7 separate regions of the Mus musculus genome follow, and all the other regions are linked to region 3. Evidence: chromatin contacts called from public ChIA-PET, Hi-C, HiChIP or PLAC-seq, Micro-C and promoter capture Hi-C data. All regions are on one chromosome and are shown on one strand. Each heading gives the region's core, a stretch centred on a gene start, on an enhancer-like site or on the middle of the called end of the contact. The rest is flanking DNA. Distances are from core to core; before and after follow the strand shown.

The links. Promoter capture Hi-C pulls out the DNA fragments that hold promoters and counts their contacts. A called contact is a pair of places that touch in the nucleus more often than the background predicts. ChIA-PET counts read pairs in DNA pulled down with a chosen protein or histone mark. HiChIP or PLAC-seq counts read pairs in DNA pulled down with a chosen protein or histone mark.
Region 1: a Micro-C map of the G1E-ER4 cell line shows a contact between it and region 3. The contact joins the enhancer-like site here to the promoter of Cand1 in region 3. A contact is called at or near these places in 3 of 39 promoter capture datasets (the C10 cell line, embryonic stem cells and frontonasal cranial neural crest), 2 of 484 Hi-C or Micro-C datasets (both in the G1E-ER4 cell line) and 9 of 115 datasets of contacts at active chromatin or transcription factors (astrocytes, embryonic basal ganglia, embryonic brain and 5 more).
Region 2: a contact with region 3 is called in an H3K4me3 HiChIP or PLAC-seq map of embryonic forebrain, with 9 times the contacts expected there. The contact joins the promoter of Irak3 here to the promoter of Cand1 in region 3. A contact is called at or near these places in 7 of 39 promoter capture datasets (the 3T3-L1 cell line, the SN4741 cell line, cranial neural crest and 4 more), 3 of 484 Hi-C or Micro-C datasets (B cells, the G1E-ER4 cell line and Th1 cells) and 7 of 115 datasets of contacts at active chromatin or transcription factors (astrocytes, bone marrow-derived macrophages, embryonic forebrain and 4 more).
Region 4: a contact with region 3 is called in a promoter capture Hi-C map of pre-B cells, with 4 times the contacts expected there. The contact joins the promoter of Helb here to the promoter of Cand1 in region 3. A contact is called at or near these places in 13 of 39 promoter capture datasets (the 3T3-L1 cell line, 3T3-L1-derived adipocytes, the C10 cell line and 7 more), 3 of 484 Hi-C or Micro-C datasets (the G1E-ER4 cell line, Th1 cells and embryonic stem cells) and 18 of 115 datasets of contacts at active chromatin or transcription factors (the SCID.adh cell line, astrocytes, effector CD8 T cells and 11 more).
Region 5: an RNA polymerase II ChIA-PET map of memory CD8 T cells shows a contact between it and region 3, with 29 read pairs. The contact joins the promoter of Ifng here to the promoter of Cand1 in region 3. A contact is called at or near these places in 3 of 115 datasets of contacts at active chromatin or transcription factors (embryonic stem cells, large pre-B cells and memory CD8 T cells) and 1 of 9 other capture datasets (adipose tissue).
Region 6: a Hi-C map of B cells shows a contact between it and region 3, with 8 read pairs. The contact joins the enhancer-like site here to the promoter of Cand1 in region 3. A contact is called at or near these places in 2 of 39 promoter capture datasets (the C10 cell line and pre-B cells), 1 of 484 Hi-C or Micro-C datasets (B cells), 4 of 115 datasets of contacts at active chromatin or transcription factors (bone marrow-derived macrophages, large pre-B cells and memory CD8 T cells) and 1 of 9 other capture datasets (liver).
Region 7: a contact with region 3 is called in an RNA polymerase II ChIA-PET map of memory CD8 T cells, with 20 read pairs. The contact joins the enhancer-like site here to the promoter of Cand1 in region 3. A contact is called at or near these places in 1 of 39 promoter capture datasets (the C10 cell line), 5 of 115 datasets of contacts at active chromatin or transcription factors (T-cell acute lymphoblastic leukemia, bone marrow-derived macrophages, large pre-B cells and 2 more) and 2 of 9 other capture datasets (liver and pancreatic islet).

Annotation. Positions count from the first base shown.
Region 1 is chr10:120,139,877-120,142,576 of GRCm38.p6, forward strand. It overlaps Irak3 (interleukin-1 receptor-associated kinase 3), which reads right to left. Exons shown (of 12, transcript NM_028679.4): 12 at 1,772-2,700. Among named protein-coding and RNA genes, the nearest start is that of Helb, 28 kb to the left of the region's middle. Within about 2 kb of position 1,450, at least 56 of the 459 cell types and tissues checked have an H3K27ac peak or open chromatin away from gene starts, as enhancers often do. A contact at or near this core is called in the G1E-ER4 cell line, where this site is marked.
Region 2 is chr10:120,200,074-120,203,042 of GRCm38.p6, forward strand. Irak3 (interleukin-1 receptor-associated kinase 3) reads right to left here and starts at 1,524. Exons shown (of 12, transcript NM_028679.4): 1 at 1,254-1,524. The coding sequence starts at 1,386. Gm38500 (predicted gene, 38500) reads left to right here and starts at 1,517. Exons shown (of 3, transcript NR_166661.1): 1 at 1,517-1,776; 2 at 2,029-2,122; 3 at 2,875-2,969.
Region 3 is chr10:119,238,624-119,241,483 of GRCm38.p6, forward strand. It overlaps Cand1 (cullin associated and neddylation disassociated 1), which reads right to left and starts at 1,432. Exons shown (of 15, transcript NM_027994.1): 1 at 1,018-1,432. The coding sequence starts at 1,085.
Region 4 is chr10:120,111,433-120,114,265 of GRCm38.p6, forward strand. It overlaps Helb (helicase (DNA) B), which reads right to left and starts at 1,533. Exons shown (of 13, transcript NM_080446.2): 1 at 1,253-1,533. The coding sequence starts at 1,430.
Region 5 is chr10:118,439,403-118,442,447 of GRCm38.p6, forward strand. It overlaps Ifng (interferon gamma), which reads left to right and starts at 1,644. Exons shown (of 4, transcript NM_008337.4): 1 at 1,644-1,863. The coding sequence starts at 1,753.
Region 6 is chr10:118,417,747-118,420,616 of GRCm38.p6, forward strand. No RefSeq gene overlaps it. Among named protein-coding and RNA genes, the nearest start is that of Ifng, 22 kb to the right of the region's middle. Within about 2 kb of position 1,360, at least 79 of the 459 cell types and tissues checked have an H3K27ac peak or open chromatin away from gene starts, as enhancers often do. A contact at or near this core is called in B cells and memory CD8 T cells, where this site is marked.
Region 7 is chr10:118,532,956-118,535,915 of GRCm38.p6, forward strand. The region is part of intron 1 of Ifngas1 (Ifng antisense RNA 1); the gene reads right to left. Among named protein-coding and RNA genes, the nearest start is that of Ifngas1, 22 kb to the right of the region's middle. Within about 2 kb of position 1,341, at least 4 of the 459 cell types and tissues checked have an H3K27ac peak or open chromatin away from gene starts, as enhancers often do. A contact at or near this core is called in memory CD8 T cells, where this site is marked.

The DNA of each region.
Region 1 (2,700 bases), core at 200-2,699, 900 kb after region 3:
ATGATCTCTTGTGAGTTGTTCTGCCTTCAGGCTCAATCTCTGAGGTAAGCCAAATCAATCTCAGGATGGCTTGAAATAGGCAAGGCACAGGCTGAAGACTTTTGATTCTTCTTGTGGGGAAGTGGAGAGTAATGGGGATTGAACACAGGGTCTTGTACATGCCGGGTTACTGCACTTCCACTGAGCTATAACCCCAGCTTTCATTTTGCTTTATAGCCCAGGCTACCCTTGAACTTTGTGATCCTCCTGCCTCAGTCCCCTATTGGCTCAGATTACAAACTTGTGCCACCAGGCACAAGTAATGTTTTTATACACACACACACACACACACACACACACACACACACACACACAATGCACTTTGCAAGTAAGTTGGAAAAACAGCTTGGGGTGCTCTGGGCAGGCAGATATGTTCACATCGGCCTGGGAGAATAAATTCTTCTAAGTGCTCTCCTGAGGTCTGTTTCAGGCTTGTCAAGCAGACTGAAGCTTCTTGTGTTTTAACCACACCCCCTGCCTCTTTAGGGAGACGTAGCTGTGTGTGTTTTTAACTTCTTTATTTTCCTGTCCTGCTTCTTATTTCCAATTACTTCCTCCTTCTCCAAGTTGCTGTTCTTCAACCTCGACTCCAACCATCCTGCCTCTCCAAAGACAAAAAGAAAGCTTGGTGCTTTCCTCGAAAGGGCAGACTCTGCAAACCCACTGGAAAAGGGTTCTTTGTTATTTCTATCCATAACCATAAAAAAAAAAAAAAAAAAACAAAAACAAAAAACAAAAAAAAAAAAAAAACCTTTGCTAATTTACTAAGCAATATTTACTACAGTTGGATTTTTATTATCTAAATCTGTAGTTATAGCTTCATGAAACACAATTCATAAGAAAGCACCAGCTCTGTGGAAGCTCTCGTGCTAAGTCCTGAAGAGATAGCCCCTAACACGCAGGAAGTGTGATGGAGTCATGGCCTCCAAAGAAACCTATGCTCCAAAGCCAGAAGAAACCTGTGAGTATTTTATAGCCCAATAGCATAGGAGGTTTGGGGTCAGAAGTAGTGATAATTTGCGGATCTTGAGAAAAAGAAAATGTCATCACCTCTTTGAATGGACCCAATGCAATCACTAGGCCCTTTATAAGAAAGAAGCAGAGTGTCATAAATGAAGAGAAAGAAGAGGAAGACCCTGGAAGAGAGGGGGAGGAGCCAGAGGGAAGACGAAGGGGGAGAGCCTGCAGCCTGGAGATATATACACTGGTTGCTCTGGTGGAGAAAGAGTCTACAGTCTGAGCAGTTCAGGGATAAAGGTGGCTTCCAGAGCTGCAAAAGACAGGCAAAGATTCTTCCCTGGAACCTCCTCGAGAAACACTCGAGCCTTCAGACCTCCAACGGTGTAGAAGTCAGTTGCATTACACCGCTAGCTTTGTGCTCATTTGTTACAGCAACAGGAAATGAATATTAAGATTTCGCAATCCAGTAAGTGGGGTGACATGAGCCATTCTGATATAATTCAGGAAGCAGACAGCACAAAATTAATACAAAGAAACCGCTGAGATCATTTATGCAGCAAGTCCTTCACTGAGGAGGTGAAGCTGAGGGGAGAAAGGCTCCCTGCAGGAGGGCTCCTTCGCAGAGCCTACAGCTGAGCGCAGAACAGGACCAACTGCAAAGTGATCCGGACTCTTATGATCACTTCTTTACCCCAGGGGAACAAAGAGGACTTGATTTAAATTTCCCACGTTCTACTGAGGATGTAGCAGGTTTCTGAGTTAACAAAACAACAACAGTGCTGTAATTCTTTAATATAATTTTTTTATATAACAATTGGAATGCCACAGGCAACTCTTCTAAGAATTTAAATACAGAGAAGCAGACTTTGGACTGGAATTCCCTCTCTACACAGAAAAAGCCCTAGCAAGGATGACTTGGCTCACTTCCGGACAGACCGGTTAACCAGCGATAAACAAGAGTAGCAACTGGCTGTAAAAACACAATTCCTTCCAAAGGCACCCGACGCCATTTACAAATTAGACATTCCCTACAACCTTTGCATTTGAGCAACTTCCCTATGACCATGGGAAGCAAATAGACTGTCAGTATCCCTAGCAGAAAGACTAGCATTAAGTGCCGGTGGTAATGATGGTGGGCTTTGTTGTTGTTTATTCGTTTGTTCTTGTGCAAATGATCTGACAACCAAGTCATGCCACAAAGTCACACTACGCAACAGATATCATATGAGAGATATAATTGGGGTGGGGTCAGGGAATGTATACAAAAGGCTGCCTCTGAGCAAGGATGGAAAAAGAAAGGGGTGGGCCCTGAAGACCTGGGTTTTATAAAGGACGTAGGGCATGCGCAGAGGGAGAGTGACACTGTATCATGATTGGCTGCTGGTGACTACTGGCTGCTGATGGTGAGTGACTGACTGCTGGCTTGGGGAAAAGGTGGTTCTGGTTCTGGAAGGTGGGTGGTTCTCTGTTCACCTATACCAAGATCTCACTCGGATGATGAGAGAGAGTGAGAGACTTAAGAGAGAGACTTGTCCTGCTACTCTTTGCTAGGTTTTGGTTGTCAGAACCCGGAATCTTGGATAATTCTGATTGGCTCCAGTTTAGCTTCTCAGGTTTGACTGAGAGGCGGTCACTTGAATAAAGCATCTCTTGAAATTATTCTGTTTGGAGGAAGGAATAGACTTCCTTGCTGCTAATCTG
Region 2 (2,969 bases), core at 274-2,773, 960 kb after region 3:
GAAGAGGCTTTCTTTACAATTTTATTGCAGTAGATTTGGCAAATAAGCAAAAAACATTTAATTAAGAAAAGTGGAAATCGGGGCTGGAGAGATGGCTCAGTGGTTAAAGAGCACTGACTGCTCTTCGGAAGGTCCTGACTTCAATTCCCAGCAACCACATGGTGGCTCACAACCATCCGTAACGAGATCTGGTGCCCTCTTCTGGAGTGTCTGAAGGCAGCTACAGTGTACTTACATATAATAAATAAATCTTAAAAAGAAAGAAAGAAAGAGAGAGAGAGAGAGAGAGAGAGAGAGAGAGAGAGAGAGAGAGAGAGAAAGGAAGAAAGAAAGAAAGAAAAGTGGAAATCACATCCACCGCAAACAGCATTTCCCTTATAGATTATTGGAGACTTATTGGAAACAGCGAAGTGGGTTATGCATGCCATCTGAGTTCTGTCCCAGGATCCCGTGGTGGAAGGAGAGAACTGGTTCCTGGAATTTGTCTTCTAGATGCGGGAGGAGTGTGGGATACACACACAAAAAACACCAAAGAATAGATATCTTAAAGTTCTAAAAGAAAGGAAGGAAGGAAGGAAGGAAGGAAGGAAGGAAGGAAGAAGGAAAGGAGAAAAGAAAGAAAGAAAGAAAGAAAGAAAGAAAGAAAGAAAGAAAGAAAGAAAGAAAGAAAGAAAGAAAGGAAGGAAGGAAGGAAGGAAGGAAGGAAGGAAGAAAGAAAGAAAGAAAGAAAGAAAGAAAGAAAGGAAAGAAAAGAAAGTAAGTTTGCTTTTTGTTTTTGAGATGGCGTCTCATGTTTCCCAAGCCAGCTAGGAACTCTCTACAAGGAGAGGATGCTCTTGAGCATCTGTCCTGCCTACTTCTACCTCTCAATGACTGGCACTACCACTGTCTGTTTTATTCCAAGCTAGGGAATCGAACATGCAGCTTCATACATCTATAGGTAAGCACTCTAGCAACTGAGCGGCATCTCAAAAAAGAAGTTATAATATTAAAAAAATCTGATGTAGGGGTTGTAGAGCCAGTAGCCATGCCCTGCATACGGTAATATTTGCATACTGCTGCGCACACTGCAAACCGAGTGAAGCGAGAATCTCTTCCCAGCACGGGATGCTTTCTTGACATCTGACATACCCAATCCCCTAACTTGATACAGCAGTACCCCACTGTCAGAGAGGGAAGGAGAGTGAGTGGCAGGTCCCCGGGTTTGCTGAGTCCCTCGCGGGGGAGGACCGGCAGGTCTGAGTCGCACTCACCCAGGCCCCGCCAGCCGAGCGGGCCATCGCAGCTGTCCAGGATCCCGCAAAGCTCTCCCAGCAGTGCGGGCGGCAGGTCGAAGAGCAGCAACTGTGGCGACAGCGCGCCACGGGCCCCGCACCGGCCGGCCATCGCGGAGTCCCGGGACCCCACGCAGAGAAGCAGGGAGGTCGCCGCTGTCACCGCCTTTCACAACCGCGGAAATTCAGCTCCACGACGGCTGCCCGGAGCTTGCAACACGCCGTCGCAGGGCGGGCCCCACGTGACGTAGGGAGCCGCTCCCCAGGGATGCGCCCTGCGAGACCTGGGCTGCCCTTGCTCCTAGCCGCTGTCCCGCGACCCTGCGCGCCGCACCCCAGGTCATCTTTGTTATGAACCGTTCTGTCCGTCCCCGTCTTGGGACATGACCCAGGAGACCAGCCAAGAAAATGAGGGCGGGGAACAGCGGCTGGAATCCGGGAAAGCCGCCACCCCTCTGCTGCTCTGGGACGGGCGGCCTCCTGGCCACGATGGATCTAAGAGGTTTGTGTTACATCTTTTAAAGTTTCTCTTTGTCCCGTCAGGAAAGAAATGCGTGCTCACCGAGAAACACGTTTTTGCCAAATAACTTTAAACGGAAGGAAACGTGTACACGCCGGGCGAAATGGACATAAAAAGAAAACCACAACAAACAGGCCAAACCTGGGCAAACAAACTGCTCATCCTTGCTGCAGAAGGCAACCCCTGCCGTCGTGCCGCTTGGTTTTACTACAGTCTCCCTTTCTTTCCTCGCAGTGCTTCAACGAGTTTGCAAAATGAAGTTTAGGAAACATTGGCTGGTGTGTTGAAATATTCTACCGTTTATGCTGTAATGACCACCGCAGGAACGGTACGGATACTACTGACAAAGGAGGTGGGAAAATGAAGTGGGAGATTTTATGATAACCAGGCACTGAAAAACAAACTCCTGTTTCAATCCCCTGAGCTTGTCTTTGGAATGGCGCCCCCTGGCGGTCAGCAGCAATGGTGCCTGGGCATTCAGTACCCACAGTGGCAAAGTTAGAACTGTTTGAGCAAAACTTCTTAAGTCTCCTCATTCTAAGGACTACGGTTTTATCAGGCTACACCCCAAAAAGGGTCTCTATGCCACCATGCTGAGCATCAGAGGGAGAGAAGATTGATACAGGGTTCTTTTTGACTTTCTAGACCAGACAAAAGCAACCTGAGACGTGTGCCTGCACAGGAAATCGCCATGTGTGGTTGTGTTAGCTTTCTGACAAAATGCCCCCACCGAGCAGCTTCAAAAGAAGAAGTTGTTTGGTACACAACCTCGGAACTTCAGTCCATGGTTGCTTGACCCCAATGTCTTTTGAGGTCTCTGAGAAGCCAAAGTGTCATAGCGTAAGTGATCCATGGCGGCAGGAAATGAGAGAGAGGGAGGGAGGAAGGGGGACAGGGCCAGGGTACCAAATTCCCTTCAAGGGATCTGATTTATTTGCACTAAGACCTATCTGGTTCCGGTTCAGTCGCCTATCAGCACTGTAGGCTGGCAAGCAAGCTTTTAGTATATGGGCAGTCAGAGGATGTTTAATATCCTCACTATAACAATAACAGTAACACTCAAAATGTTTGCATCACCAGGTCTTCTAATGCGGCATGAGGCAAGGAGAAAGAGATTGGGGGCAAGATACACCCTCCAAAGCCACGCCTCCAATGACATAATCCATCCGTGAAGT
Region 3 (2,860 bases), core at 182-2,681:
GTTAAGAGTTCACAGAACAAAAACCAAGCTCCTAGACTAATTTTAACCAAAGATTACTTGTTCTTTAGTCTAAATGCACACAAAACTGTACTATGGCCCAAGGCATTACAGAGGAAAACTTAGGTATCAAAAAAATAGCCTTTTTTCTTTTGACAGAGGGCTTATTTGTGAAGGATTAGGCGTGGTGTGTGTGTTAACAATCAGTGTAGCATGAAAAAAACAGACGAGGCGACTGTGTGAAAATATAACACCTTCGATATGCACGGGACTAAGAACCAATGGTCCAGGTCTTGCAGAACACAACTCTATGATTAAGCTTCATGGCTCACCAGCCTCTCTTTTCAAGATTGGTTTGCTTGGCAATCCAGCCCTCTGGCCATGACTCTGTATAGGGATGTGAGACCGAAACCCCAAGATCCTGCGTGGCTTTCACTCGGCCGGAGAAAAGTGACAGGGATGCTGGCGGGAAAACCCTGCAGGCCAAGTTTCCCCCCCACCAAGCCGGGCTCCCCTCCCCCTTCTGGCCACCTTCGCCAAAGAGAAGGATCCAAAGAGAAAGTATACAATCCAATCAGCGAAGGCCTCGGAGAAAGTTGATCGTGGCACCCATTTCCCATCCGCGGGAAAAAGCCAGGCGGCGGCTGAGTGGCTGGAGAGCGGCAGCTTGTCCCCCAGCGCCGGGATGGCCTGGCGCCTCGGGAGGGCCGGGGACTAGGCCCGGCCACCCGCCCGCCCGGGAAAAACTCCTTCCCTCCCGCGCAGCCCGTGCCTTCGGGCCCGGGCGCTACCTGGGACGCGTCCCTGGGGGTGGACAAAGGATGCGCCAGGGACGCCGGGACGCGGACCAGCCCCGGGCGGCCAGAGCGGACAACGGCCTAGCGGGGAGATGGGGGAGGGGGTGGCTGGAGACCCGCCGGACCGAGGGGTGGGGCAGGGCCTGTCGCGAGGCCCGGGCGGCGGCCGCCCTCCACCTCTCCCCCACCCCGAGGTGGGGCGAGGGTCGGATTTCAGCCTCACCTGAAGTCCTTGTCGCTGGATGTCATTTTCTCCAGCAAGTTGGAGATGTGGTACGAAGCGCTCGCCATGTTGCCGGCCTCGATCCCGCCTGCTGGCTCAGTGGCTGCTGGGCCCCGCGGCCGGGGCTCCTCCTCTCCTTGGCGGCGGCGCCCGCTTCCAGGGTCGCACCGCGACGCGGACTGGGGAAGGCGCTCCGACGCGACGTCCAGTCCCCGGCCAGACGGGGATGGGGAGGGGAATGGCTGCCCCGGGGGGGAGGTAGGGGAGGCCGAGAGTGAGTGACGGGGACGGCCTAACGACGGCGCTGCTCGCGGGGCGCCGAGCTCATGGGCGGCGGGACGGACGGCTTGGGCCTCGCCGGGAAGCCAGACACTTGCGTTCGGGCCGCCTCGCTCCCACTCCCTCCGCACTCGCTCCCTAGGGCAAGAGGCCAAAGCCCGCCTCCTTCGCTAGGAGGGCGGGGGCGGCCGACGCAGGGCGCTGCGGGGAGGCGGGGTCGGAGGTCACCGGGGCTGCCCGGCGCACTCTGCGCAGTCGCGGTTTACAGGGACGCTCCCGTTGGCCCGGCCGGCTGTCTGTCTTCGCACGGGCCGCCTTTCGGGCGGAATGGCAACGCCTCGAGGGGCTCTTCTCGCGAGACCTTAAAGCGACGGTTAAAGGACGGGCAGTGAGCGTCCAAGGCCGGAGTTCTGCAAACGCTCCTTGCTCCTCCCTGCGACATTAAGAAGGAAGGTCTATGCGTTTGAAAGCGCGTGGGGCTTGTGGGTGATGATGCTAAGAGCTGGCCTGGAGGCCAAGGGGTGCAATGGAAAAATGAGCTCTCTTTCCGAACGGTACGCGTGGCCGAAACTGTCCCCTAACAACCATGCTGTATGGTTGCCACGTGAGAACTACGACTCCCACAATTCAATTGGGGACACACGAAGGACGTGATTGGCTCTTTGAACCTGGAGTTTCTTTATTGGTTCCCGTGGTCGGAGAGAATGCTGGGATTTGCAGGCAGGCAACGCGGGTTATGCTAAATAAAATCTTTCCATCGGCGTGTGCTGTTTCTAAAGTGTCTGTTTCCCTGAAAACATCGCCCACTCCCACCCCCACCCCCGTCCTCATGTTGTTTTGGGCAAGCGCCTTGCAAAATTCAGTGTTTTGGTAGGGGCCTAGTCGAACCTTAGTACTAATCTTTGCTCCGCTAAAAGGCCTCAGGGCCACAGTTTGGACGTAATCCTTTTATTCATCCCGGAGCCACTTTTTTTCTGTTCCATTTAGGTCCTAGTAAGGATTCTCTCCCAATGCCAAACATGGATGGTGCACGCCTCTAATCCCTGATCAGTAGAGGCAAGTGTAGGAGAGCCTTGTGGGTCTCAAGTATAAAAGCTAGCTTGGTCTCTAAATCGAATCCTAGGCCAGTTAGGGGTATCTAGTGCAAACCTGTCGCAAATAGGGGAGGTGGTGGGGAAGTATCATTGCAGATTGTGCTCTGAGCCTACATCTTTCAATAGTCGGCTTCTGTGCACTTAGTTATGAAATCTAAGTTTTCCTATGTGCTCGGATACACCAACACAACCACCAGAGATCAGAGGTGACATGTACAACTGTTTGTTTACTCTCCAAGTTTCCCTAACCGTTCAGTATTTCACAAATAGCCCAAAGAAGAGTTGGAAGGATCAGAGATTTAGGTTTGGTTTGCTTTTCTGAGATAGAGTTTCTCTGGGTAACCCTGGCTGTTTTGGAACTCAATCTGTAGACCAGGCTGATCTCAAACTCAGATCCCCCTGCCTCTGCCCCCCTGCCCCTCTGACCCCCTGCCCCCCTTCCCCTCTGCCCCTCTGCCTCTGCCTGCAAT
Region 4 (2,833 bases), core at 283-2,782, 870 kb after region 3:
ATCTGATTCTTCTAAATCCAGTCTCCCTATTACCGCCGCCTTAGCCAGTATCAGCCTTTATGTAGGTCTTAAAGAATTTTCCATGGTGCCTCCCTCTGCATGAAGTTACTCAGAGGTACATGCTGCTCCTGGCCAGTTCCTACAGTTACCACAGAGCTCAGCTCAGCGGACTTCTTTAGCAAAGCCGTGTCTGCATCTCATGAATGTCACTTCTCCAAGTGCTGTCTGGTACTAAGTACTAAGTTGGGGTTACTTCTCTGATTAAAGAATGTCTGCCTAGGTGCTATAGACATGATGGCTCAGCCAAGAGCACTGGCTGCTCTGCCAGAGGTCCTGAATTCAATTCCCAGCAACCACATGGTGGTTCGCAATCATCTATAATGGGATCTGATGCCCTCTTCTGGTATGCAGGTATAGATGCAGATAGAGCACTCATGTACACAAAATAAATAAATCTCAAAAAAAAAAAAAAACCAAAATGGCTGCTTAATTCACAAGTAGTATTTCCACTGAGACAGCAACTTCGCCATTTTCTCTCCCTGGCCTGTCCCAGTAGCAAATGCTTGGCCAGGATAGCCAGTTACACTTCCATCAACATGTAATCCTTTCTATTTAATTTCAAACACAGCCAAAGTTGTGTTTAAATTGCCAATGGTCAGTTGCCACACATGGTCCTGGTCAGCAGCTATTACTGTACTAGACCATGAAAATACAATGTGTGTGTGTGTGTGTGTGTGTATGAACATGTATGTGTGAATGTGTGGGCATGTATATGTATGTGTAAGTGTATGTGTGTAAATGTGTATGAGTGTGTTTATGTATGTGTGTATGTATATGTGTAAATCTGTGTGTATGTGAGTGTGTGTGTGTGTGTGTGTGTGGCCGTGTGTTTCCGCGCGCTTGCTCTTTTTCTCAAAGTTGCTTAACAGCAACTCCGTCTCTTATTCAGCCAGCGTGGTACAATAATTAAAGGATTCTGTTTCTGGGTGGGAATGAGGGTGCATCTATTTCCTCGACTGTAAAACTACCCCCAACTGTTAACTTTAAGCGAGACGATATATGAAAAAACCAAGCTTAACACAGTATGTGCTCTGAGTCATTACGACTATTACTACCACATCTAAGTACGGTGAAGCAGCCAGTCACACCACAGGTCTGTCTGTCAACAGTCAAGGACGCTGGGTGCCGGGCAGTGAGAATCGAAAATACTTCTTTGACCCCTGCCAACCCGGCCCGGCTGGCGCTGGCTCACCTCGCGCGCGCCCAGGGAGGCTGCCCGCCTTGATGCCCCCGCTGCAGAGTTCCTCGGCATCCACAAACTCCTCCTCCTGCTCCCCCTCCTCCTCCTGCGCACAATCCTCCTCCTCGTCGTCGCTCTTGTACGGGTGCAGAGGGCCCAGGAGCTCGCGCAGACGATCCTGCCTAGCCATTATCTCTTCGGCGAACTTGGCTCAAAACAACTCTACAAAACCTGGCGCGCGGTGTCCAAAACTGCAACCAATCAACTCGACCCGGGTAAGCCGGTCAGCTTCCGGGAACATCCAGGAGGCGGGCGGTATGGGGGCGTGGTCTGAGCGATGCTCCGCCCCAAAGGAGGAGACTGGTGACAGGCGGGACCAGCAGGCTGGGAGGTACCACGGCGGGCTGGCTGCTGACAGTTTCAGAACTGCTCTTTTTAGAGGTGCTGGGCGTTTCCTGCGGAGAAGGAGACGTGGTGAAAGGTCACGACTCTTGGGCGCAGAGAACCCCGGGAAAGCAGGGCATCCTCTGCCCGCTCTCTTAAAAAGAACACAGCAGAGGCCTCTAAAGACCTTGGGGCACTACCCAAAAGAGTGAATCTCCAATCCGGAGAGCGTGGTGGCGACGGCTAGGTGCCTCCTTACACGTAAAAGCGCCGCGGAGAAGTTGAATTTACATCATGTAGGGAGGGCATTTATCCAAGTAGATAACTAGGTCCCTTTGTATATATCCTCTGCATTGGGAGTTAAAGTTGTGATGTACTTTCTCATTTTTAATGCATGACCTGGGTTGTCCATTTTTATGCTTTTCCCGCTTTGGAAACCACTGGCTTTCTTTCCCGTTTATATACTACTCTCCTCGACTTCTTTTTGTTTTGTTTTGTTTTGTTTTGTTTTGTTTTGTTTTGTTTTGTTGTTTTTTCGAGATAGGGTTTCTCTGTGTAGCCCTGGCTGACCTGGAACACACTCTAGGTCCACCGCCCTAGTTCCTGTTTTCAGTAAAGCAAAAGGTGGGGACTTGTAGCCCAGAGAATATGCAGACTTGAGATAGAAAAAAAAAGAACAGCCGGGCTTGGTGGCGCATGCCTTTAATCCCAGCACTAGGGAGGCAGAGGCAGGCAGATTTCTGAGTTCGAGGCCAGCCTGGTCTACAAAGTGAGTTCCAGGACAGCCAGGGCTATACAGAGAAACCCTGTCTCGAAAGAAAAAAAGAAGAAAAGAAAAAAAAAAGAACAAAAGCTGAATACTGCGGCCGCGGTTCTCTAGATGGATAGTGTTTAAAAGTCGCGGTGCCCTTTAAGGGGCGCTATAAAATACTATTTTACTTTAAGGTTATTGTTTATTATGTAATTATCCTAACGTTAATCCTAAAAACTATGTTTTTATTAAACCCCAAAGCTGTGTTGCTGGTTTCTAATAAAGGCATTTGTCATACCCAAATGTCACGTGCATAGGATCAACCATAACGAATACGCACAGGCATCTTTCTTTTAGATTCCTTTTTTTTTCATGTGCGTGAGGTTTTTTTTTTTTTTTTTTTTTTTTGCTAGCATATGTGTCTGTGCACTCTGCATACCCAAAGCAAAACTTCCAGG
Region 5 (3,045 bases), core at 394-2,893, 800 kb before region 3:
CACTTTCTGGTTTTAAGGAAATTAGTGGGCACTGGGATGGGGGTAGGGGGCATGCATAGTTACCTCGTATATGAGACTGGGGAAATTGAGAACCCATGAAGCATAGAAACAAAGTGCTAGCCCTGCCCAGAGGATAAAGTCTGATTTGAAGCTGGAGGCTTGGGGGAGAACCAAAACAGAGGATGGTTTGCATCTGGGTCAAGATAACTGGGTACCACTCTGAGATGCTCAGATGAGGGAAAGGGGGCACATGGCCAAAGGAACTGCACGAACAAGCTGCATAGCGTTGTTAAACATCTGACATTGCCAAATAACCATCAAGTTTTAATTGAGCCACTAGGAATGCCGGGAAGAATTCTCTCAACTTTCCATGGAGCATTTGGTTGAGCCTTTGGCTGAAGTCCGGAAGAAAATGCTAGTGTTAAGCTCACTGTATAAATGTGGAAACTGAGTCACAGATCATAAAGATGCTGACTCAAGACCCCGAGGCTAGAATATGAATGGTTCAAGTCTGCACCCATAGCCACTGTGTAATGTTAATGAATACAGGAAAGGCAGGGATGAATACACGTGGGCTGGCACTGAAGAGCAGAGGGCCTCCTGCCCCATCCTCAAGGATCGAATTTCATAGATAAGTTACCAAAGACAGAGAAGGAAACTTTTAGTGTTTGAACTTGATGGGGGAAACAATTTTCAGTTATTAATCCTTATTTGGGACAAGTGTGTGTCTAGTGCTGGACTAGTCATTGGGATAGCCTTAGCCACATGTGGGTATGAGAGTTAGAAACATGGCTAATCCTGAAGTGATTTCTGCTGTGTATATAGGATAGCCACTAGGCTTTAAATATTTAGTGGCAGAGGAATTGAAACTCTTATTCATCATAAATCTTGATACACATTGATACCTTGGGTGTGTTGAGTGAAATACAATATCTAATGAAGTATTCTTGCATTTTTACTTTTATTTCATTTTGCATTTTTTCCCTTTTATTAATGGAGGAACTAGATGATTTTATTTTACCTATGTGGTCTGCCTTTTCTTCTTTCTGGGCACGTTGACCCTGAGTGATTTGTAGTAGGTATTTTACTAATCACCTCCATTGAAGGGCTTCCTCACCACATTGGCTTTTTAACCATACCCTTTCCTTGCTTTTCTGGTCATTTGCAAGAAAAGTTTGAAAAGGCTTCCCCCATTGCATGGTTTGAGAAGCCCAAGAGTTTCCTCATGGTTTGAGAAGCCCAAGAGTTTCCTTTTATTCAGCCGTCCCCAACCACAAACAAAGGCTCCCTGTGCTGTGCTCTGTGGATGAGAAATTCACATTACAAGGGCAAAAAGGGGGAGACGTAAAAGCAATTTCCAGCCCCCACCCCAAATGGTGTGAAGTAAAAGTGCTTTCAGAGAATCCCACAAGAATGGCACAGGTGGGCACAGCGGGGCTGTCTCATCGTCAGAGAGCCCAAGGAGTCGAAAGGAAACTCTAACATGCCACAAAACCATAGCTGTAATGCAAAGTAACTTAGCTCCCCCCACCTATCTGTCACCATCTTAAAAAAAAAAAAAAACCAAAAAAAAACTTGTGAAAATACGTAATCCCGAGGAGCCTTCGATCAGGTATAAAACTGGAAGCCAGAGAGGTGCAGGCTATAGCTGCCATCGGCTGACCTAGAGAAGACACATCAGCTGATCCTTTGGACCCTCTGACTTGAGACAGAAGTTCTGGGCTTCTCCTCCTGCGGCCTAGCTCTGAGACAATGAACGCTACACACTGCATCTTGGCTTTGCAGCTCTTCCTCATGGCTGTTTCTGGCTGTTACTGCCACGGCACAGTCATTGAAAGCCTAGAAAGTCTGAATAACTATTTTGTAAGTATGAATTCTTAATAATGCTTGTGGTTGGTTGACCGTGGTTGATGTTGACTTGCTACGGTGAGCGCCAGGCTGCCGTCTCTGGTCCCCAGTCATTTTGAGAAGATGGGGTGCTACGTTGCTATTTGCTGGAGAGGTGTTTATTGACTTAATGATCTCAATATCGATTTAACCCTCTGTCCAACTTACTACGGAGTTAGAGGGCAATTACCAATCTTCCCAAAGATAGGCATAGTATAGGTCCAAGGTACAAAGATGCTGATGATTTTGTGATTTCTTATCATTTAGTTGTGATAAAAAATATCCTTACCTCAATGGTTCTTATTCCTTCAGACGTCTTGAAAGTGATAGTGAGAGATGGATATTACCACCAAAACTACGCAGGGAAACAGCTTATCACTTAAAGTAATGGGAGGCAAAGTTCTTAATGTTTCTGTTTAAGAAATGCCCCCCTCCCCCGAAGTTGTTTTACCCTGAGGAGTAATTTTGAAATTCTACTACAATCGAATCAAAGCCAGCCGCTTGGTGAGGTTTAATGAGACTCTATATTTCTCAGAGTTTTCAGGATTTTCTCTTTTGTGATTTTTTTTTTAAATTAATGGTTAACAGAAGCAAATTTTATATCCTTAGAATTTTATAATTTGTCCCAAATGTATATACTAGTATACATATAGCTATTAGCATAATGTTCAAGCATCTACGGTCAATCCTCTCCTCACAGTGTAAATCAAGCTGCCTCCCGTATGTGTTTGGAGCTATTTTTTAAAGTAGCAATGAAGCCCTATTACAGCACAGACTGATGTTTCAGAGGCCTGGACCATAAGGGGGCAGTGTGCACAGTGGGATGATTCTAATGATTTTCTCTCTCCCTTTCTTAATTTGAGAGTAAGTTTCTTTTTAGCTCACTATGGTTACTTGAGGGTACTTGAAACCTCGTCAGCTTTGTTGAGTTTATTTGTGGCCTTGCAGTTTCAAGACTGGGCCAGTACATCCTGCAGCTAAAAGAATGTAACAGTAACAGTGTTTGGCTACATGCAGTCTTTTAGGGGATACTTGTTGTTAGAAGTAAGTGGAAGGGCCCAGAAGGAAACCTGTGACCATTATCAGCACTGAATTCAACAAAACTTGATAGATATTTTCAGGGCAATTGGTGAAATAATTACAAATCAATTTTTTTTC
Region 6 (2,870 bases), core at 110-2,609, 820 kb before region 3:
GAGATTGACACCTCACTAAAACAAGTACGCTTGAGAGTCAGAAAGACACCCCTACCAATTCTTAGTGCTTAATACCAGCTCTTTTCTGAGGTAGTTCTCTATTACCCACAATGCCCAAGTCTTCCCGATACATCTCACTCTTGGAAACAGTGTTGCTGAAGTTTCCATCTCTTGCTACTCTGAGTACCTCAGCATGTACAAGATGCCAGTGAGCTTACAGCAACCCTGGAACAAAAAGGATATAATGAAGTCTGAAAAAAAAATCAGGAATAATTAAGGCCATACCACAAACTTTTAGTGGGTTGCTGATGCTGTCATGATTTATTTAAACTTCTCAGTGGCCTCCCTTCCTGCCCTTGCAGACGATGGTTACTAACTATTCTCTGGGTGTAACATTCTTTCTTCTGGGCTTGTGGAAGACTACAAGGGTTGAGAATGGGTGCCTCCACGTCTTGACATCATCCCCAAGAGAGTGATGGCTAGAAAACCCTGTTTCTCCACTCTGAGTTGGGCCCTTTGGATGCATTCTATGACCTTGCCTGTAGGTCTAAGTTCCCATGTCCACTGTGACTTGAGCTTGCTAACCACCCTGCATTGACTTCCTCTCTTCCCTGAATCCCTCCCCCTCTTCTCTGCTGCTCCCCAGAATCACCACCTACACAACTGATTCTCAACTGCAGCTCTGGCTCTAGAGTAACCCAATCGGCTTCTTTTCTTTTCCATCCTTCAGTTGACCATGTACAAGTAAATAAAAAATAATGACAAGTATGACAAAAAAAGAATGCAAATATGACTCCTCATCATCCAGGTTACAGATGAGAATACTTGAAAACAGAAGAAAAATAATGAGCAAATTGTGCTTACGATAGATCAAGCTGATTCAAGTGCTTCACATCTCTCTCTCTCTCTCTCTCTCTCTCTCTCTCTCTCTCTCTCTTTCTCTCTCTCTCTCTCTCTCTCTCTCTCTCACACACACACACACACACACACACACACACACACACACGTGCGGGCACATACACACACACACCCCTTTCCAGGGTGGATGCCATTATTGCCAGCTAAAGCCCCAAGAATGTCCTCAGGTTCAGAGGGTTCAAACACTGGTATAACTTGGAGGCAGGATTCAAACACAATCCAGTTCCCACATTGGCACCTCTTACCACCATACTACAGTGAAAAAATGTTTTAGAAGTATGACAGCAATGATGCCATATAATCATGCAAGTATTAACATGCAATTGTCTACACACACACACACACACGTGAAATTTGATGTTTGCTATAACCTCAAAGGTAAGGAAGCCAAAGAGAGTATCTTATCTTTAAACAACTCTACTTCCTGCTCAGACCTGCACTTCTGTGAGCACATGGGCACGCATCGCCCCGCCCTATGGAGCGGAAGCATGATGTCAGCGCCTGGGGTGGGGGTGGGGTGGGGAAAGGCAACTTCTTTCTTCTCAGGGTGATCCACAGGAAGGAGATGGGAAGTCAGATCAAAGCTGGCTTAACACCTCTGTCCTGGGAAATCCTATCAGGTGACTAGAAAGAAAACCTAAGAGGCCAAATTTCTGCTCATTGTCAAAAGACAGGAGGCAGGTTGGGGGAAGTCCCTGACCACAGGCCAACAGAGCAGAAGGTTAACGGGCTTCCTGAAAGAACCTGCTAGAAAAACCTTCAAACTCCACCTGGGGTGAAAAGAAATCTTTCCAACTCTTTCAAGTTTCTTCACTTTCCTGATGGAAGTACAGACAGCCTTGTGACATGTCATTTAGACTGCTTCCGTGTGACATGTCGTTTAGACTGCTTCTCTGGGGATTCACTTTATTGTTTTAGGAGAAGCTCCTATGACAAAATGCAGGGCTTCTGTTGTTGTTTAATAAGCTTCCTAAAAAATCATAATGAGTTATGATCTATGATTCTAATTAGCAAATTAGGTGTCTAATTTTCCAATAAGGAAAATCATATATCATCTAGTGTGGGATGACATTGATATATGTTTCGAGTTGCATGGAGTGATAAATCCGCACTACAGTCTCAAGAAGAAAATATCAGATGATCTGAAGAAGATTAAAGACGTCTGGTGTTGTGCCTGCCACCTTTCAAAATGAAAAGAGTGGGGACAACTTCTAATTTCTGTCTTTTGAGAAATTATCATTTAAAAAAGCAACATATAGGTACAATATCTCAAAAGGGGGGTGATGAATATAAAATGGGCAGCGGGATGTGCAGGCTCCTCAAAGTAAGAGTCTAAAGAAGGAAATTTTCAGAGAAAAATACACACACAAACATCAAATCCACAGTGACTAGGAAGGATTGGGTTTTTGATTAATGTAAATTTGAGTAGGTAATGATAGCATGTATTCATGTGTACACACACATTTCTATCTATGTTTCTATGTATCCATGTATGTATCCATGTATGATGTATGTATGTATGTACCTATTTATGTACCAATCTATGTATGTATGTATGTATGTATTGATCTATGTATGTATGTATGTATGTATGTATGTATGCTTATACCTATGTATCTATCATCTAAGTATCTATCTATGTATCTATATATTTATCTATGTACCTATGTATCTATCTATCTATACACATCTATCTATCTATACACATGAGTCAGGGCCTCATGCATTCTGAGTCAGCCTTAAACTCACAATGTAGCACAGATTGTCTTGAGCTACTGATCTGAGCCAGAACTCCTAGCCATGTACCATCCTGCCAGGTTTATTATGATGGGCTGAGATTTAACTCAGCGCTTTGAGCATGGTAGGCAGGTTGGTAACTCTATCAACTGAGATAAATCACTAGCCCCAATATTTATTTTGATGTTTTTAAAATGAATTGAAATATCTACTCA
Region 7 (2,960 bases), core at 91-2,590, 710 kb before region 3:
GATAATATGCACTTGATTACAGAGACATTTATTTTAAAACAATTCCTGAGTGTACAAATAATTTTTATGTTCATTAAAAATGAAAGAAAAATTTGCACACTAATGAATAGATTAGTTGTATATTTTATAATAAGAAATCTTGGCTGAATACTTGATCCTGCAGGGCACAGAGGATATTCAATGTTTTTCAGAGTGGAATCATATTTAGATTTTATAGCAGTTAGTACAGAGAACACTGCTTTGTATAAATGCTAAGTACAAAATAGCAGAGGCATATCTGGGGTCCCTTCAGAAACGGTTGGAAATTCTCTCTTAATCAGAGTCAAAATTCATTTAATTGCTTTTAAAAATTGAAATTTACATAGCATTTTTAAAAATGAAACATTTGAACACAATAAATAAAACCCAATGACACTCAAATTTGATACTGATATGTTGAAGAAATTAATACTGATATATTAAAAGTCTTGTTTTCTCTAAATCATAATTTTCTTAAGTACTAAGTTTCTATGAGAACTGTATAAGTATGTATAATAAAAAATACTGGAATTTATTTTATTACCTTTGGGTAATTTGGAGACAAGGGTCTGTTTGGATTCATAAAGCTATTACCTCATACCATTATTAGGTTAAGAACCTATGTCAAGACAGCTCATAGGCCCTAGTAATAAACCTACTACTACTACTACTACTCCTACTACTAATACTACTACTACTATATTGCCAAGTGGACATAGTATTAAACTGAGTATTAATGACTTCTTATTAAACCCATAGATCAATAAGTCTTGATCAGCCCTCATCTGAAGAGCTTCTCCTTGTATACGTCGTGAGTAACACAGTGACCCACAAATGCCCAAAGCACAGATAATGGGGACTATAAAATGCTCAGCCCTAAAGGAGTTGGATAAGGGGGTTGAATATGATCGACTATGACACTGAAACTGTCAAAGAACTAATAAAAAAAACAACAAAATACACATCGGGAGGGGGCCTTTTAGCTTCGAGAAGCAGATGCTGGTAGAAAAGGAGGTAGCCCCTGTCATGGTTACACTACCCAAAATCTTTCCTGGGCAGAAGTGTTGCCACTACTGAGTCTTATAGACTAGGACCACAGTCTCCTGTTCAGCCATCCACAGGCTCTGAGTCAATCCCAGGCACCACGGTGGTGGGAGCGCTCACACCTGCATTGAGGAGGCCGCGCCATTCAAGTTTTCTCCTTCCATAGTTTCTTTGCATCTTGTTTTCATCTAGTTTGTCTGCTTGGCCGTTCATAGTTCCTTCCTTTCCCCCAAGAGAGCTCTGAAGAAACCAAAACCCCAGATACCACAGAAAGAGCAAAGCTCTTGTTGTTTATAGGCAACGCAGGCTGCTTTTCCTTCTGTGTTTGATGACAGAGCCCTCCCCACCCTCTGCGCATCCTGATTGTCTTTCTTTACTGGAAAGGCCCCCATGCTTGGGCTATTTTATGCATACGACAAGATGGCAGCAGGTATGCTCAGTGGTATCTAAATGTACATCAGTTACATTAGCTGAATCCGAGTTCACAGAACCAGAGCAGCTGGACCTGTGCAGGGTCTCCATTCCATTAACGCAGGTGGGACCAGCAATTTTGACATGATTCCCCATGAAATCTCCTTAGGAGAAACGAAACTATACAAACTCCCCTTTATTCTTCTCCCTCTGGTAAAAGGAGAACTGTAGGCAGTAGCTGTAAGAGAAGGGAAGGGAAGGTTGCCTCATTGTTGATTAGGTCAATAAAGACGGCAGAAACCAGTGGCTGGGTGAAGCATAAGGCAGGACTTCCAGGCTGGACAGGAAGAGATAGGGATGCAGGGAGTTTGGATCAGACTGTGGAGCAGAGAGCAGACATGCAACTCTTGGGGACTGATAGTTTGTGGCCTCTGCCATGAGGGGAGGTCAAGGAGGATAAGGCAGGATATTTTCACCCAGCCTTTGAGTTGTCTAGTCAGTTCCAAAATATAAAAGCCTCTAGTGGTTTCCTTTCACAGGGCTAAAGGGAGCTAGGTGAGATGGCCATTGCAGCACCTGGCAAGGAGGAATGGGCAGAGCTCTTGGGAGTACAGGCAGCAGTGGTACTCAGAGCATAGCAGGGGATCTTGGGAAAGCACTAGCTAGCCATGGTGGCTGACTAGATGGCCGGTGAGCAGCGGCTAGTCCCAGAGCCTAGCTGGAGCAAGCATGTCTTTAAAATTATGTGCAACAAGTATCTCCCTGGTCCTTTCTCATCTTCAATTGCCACTTCTCTGTTGTGTCTAATCTACTCACACCCTTCCCTTCATACACGACTCTCACGGTACCGAACTTAGAGTAACTCAAGAATGCTGGTGGGATTGGGAAGGCCCATTGTGTGTGGGTCAAAGCATAAGGATGCGTTATTGACAAACCCATCCATCCAGTCGTGGCAGGAGAATGAAAGCGGCTTCCCTTACTAGCCAATTTATCAGGTCCTTATCACGAAGATGGAAACAAGAGTGTTGGAGAGAATGAATAGAGACAGTCGATGGTGTGTGTGTGTGTGTGTGTGTGTGTGTGCGTGTGTGTGTGTGTATGTGTGTGTTTGAGTGTAGGGGAGGGTAAATGTAGTCAAAACACATTTGCACTCATATAAAACTGTCTTTATGAAACACATCGCTATTTTTAGGTCCTCAGTTAAACTGACACTTGACATGTAGAGTAAAAAACTTAGCAAGAAACAAAACCAAAACAACCCGAGCTTTCAGTCTAGAGACCAGAAATAAAGTAGACAGAAGAGTTTGATGTCAGGGCATACGGATTGGCCTCTCACACTGCTACCAGGGGCAGAGGGTTTAGGAAGCTGTTGTGTCCTCCACTCAAACTCTATCATTCTCTATGAGACATTCTAGCTTTGTAGGCTTAGCAGGCTAAGCAGCAGTGGTTCTCGGCTCTCATAAGGTGGGCTGCCTCTCTTAACCACA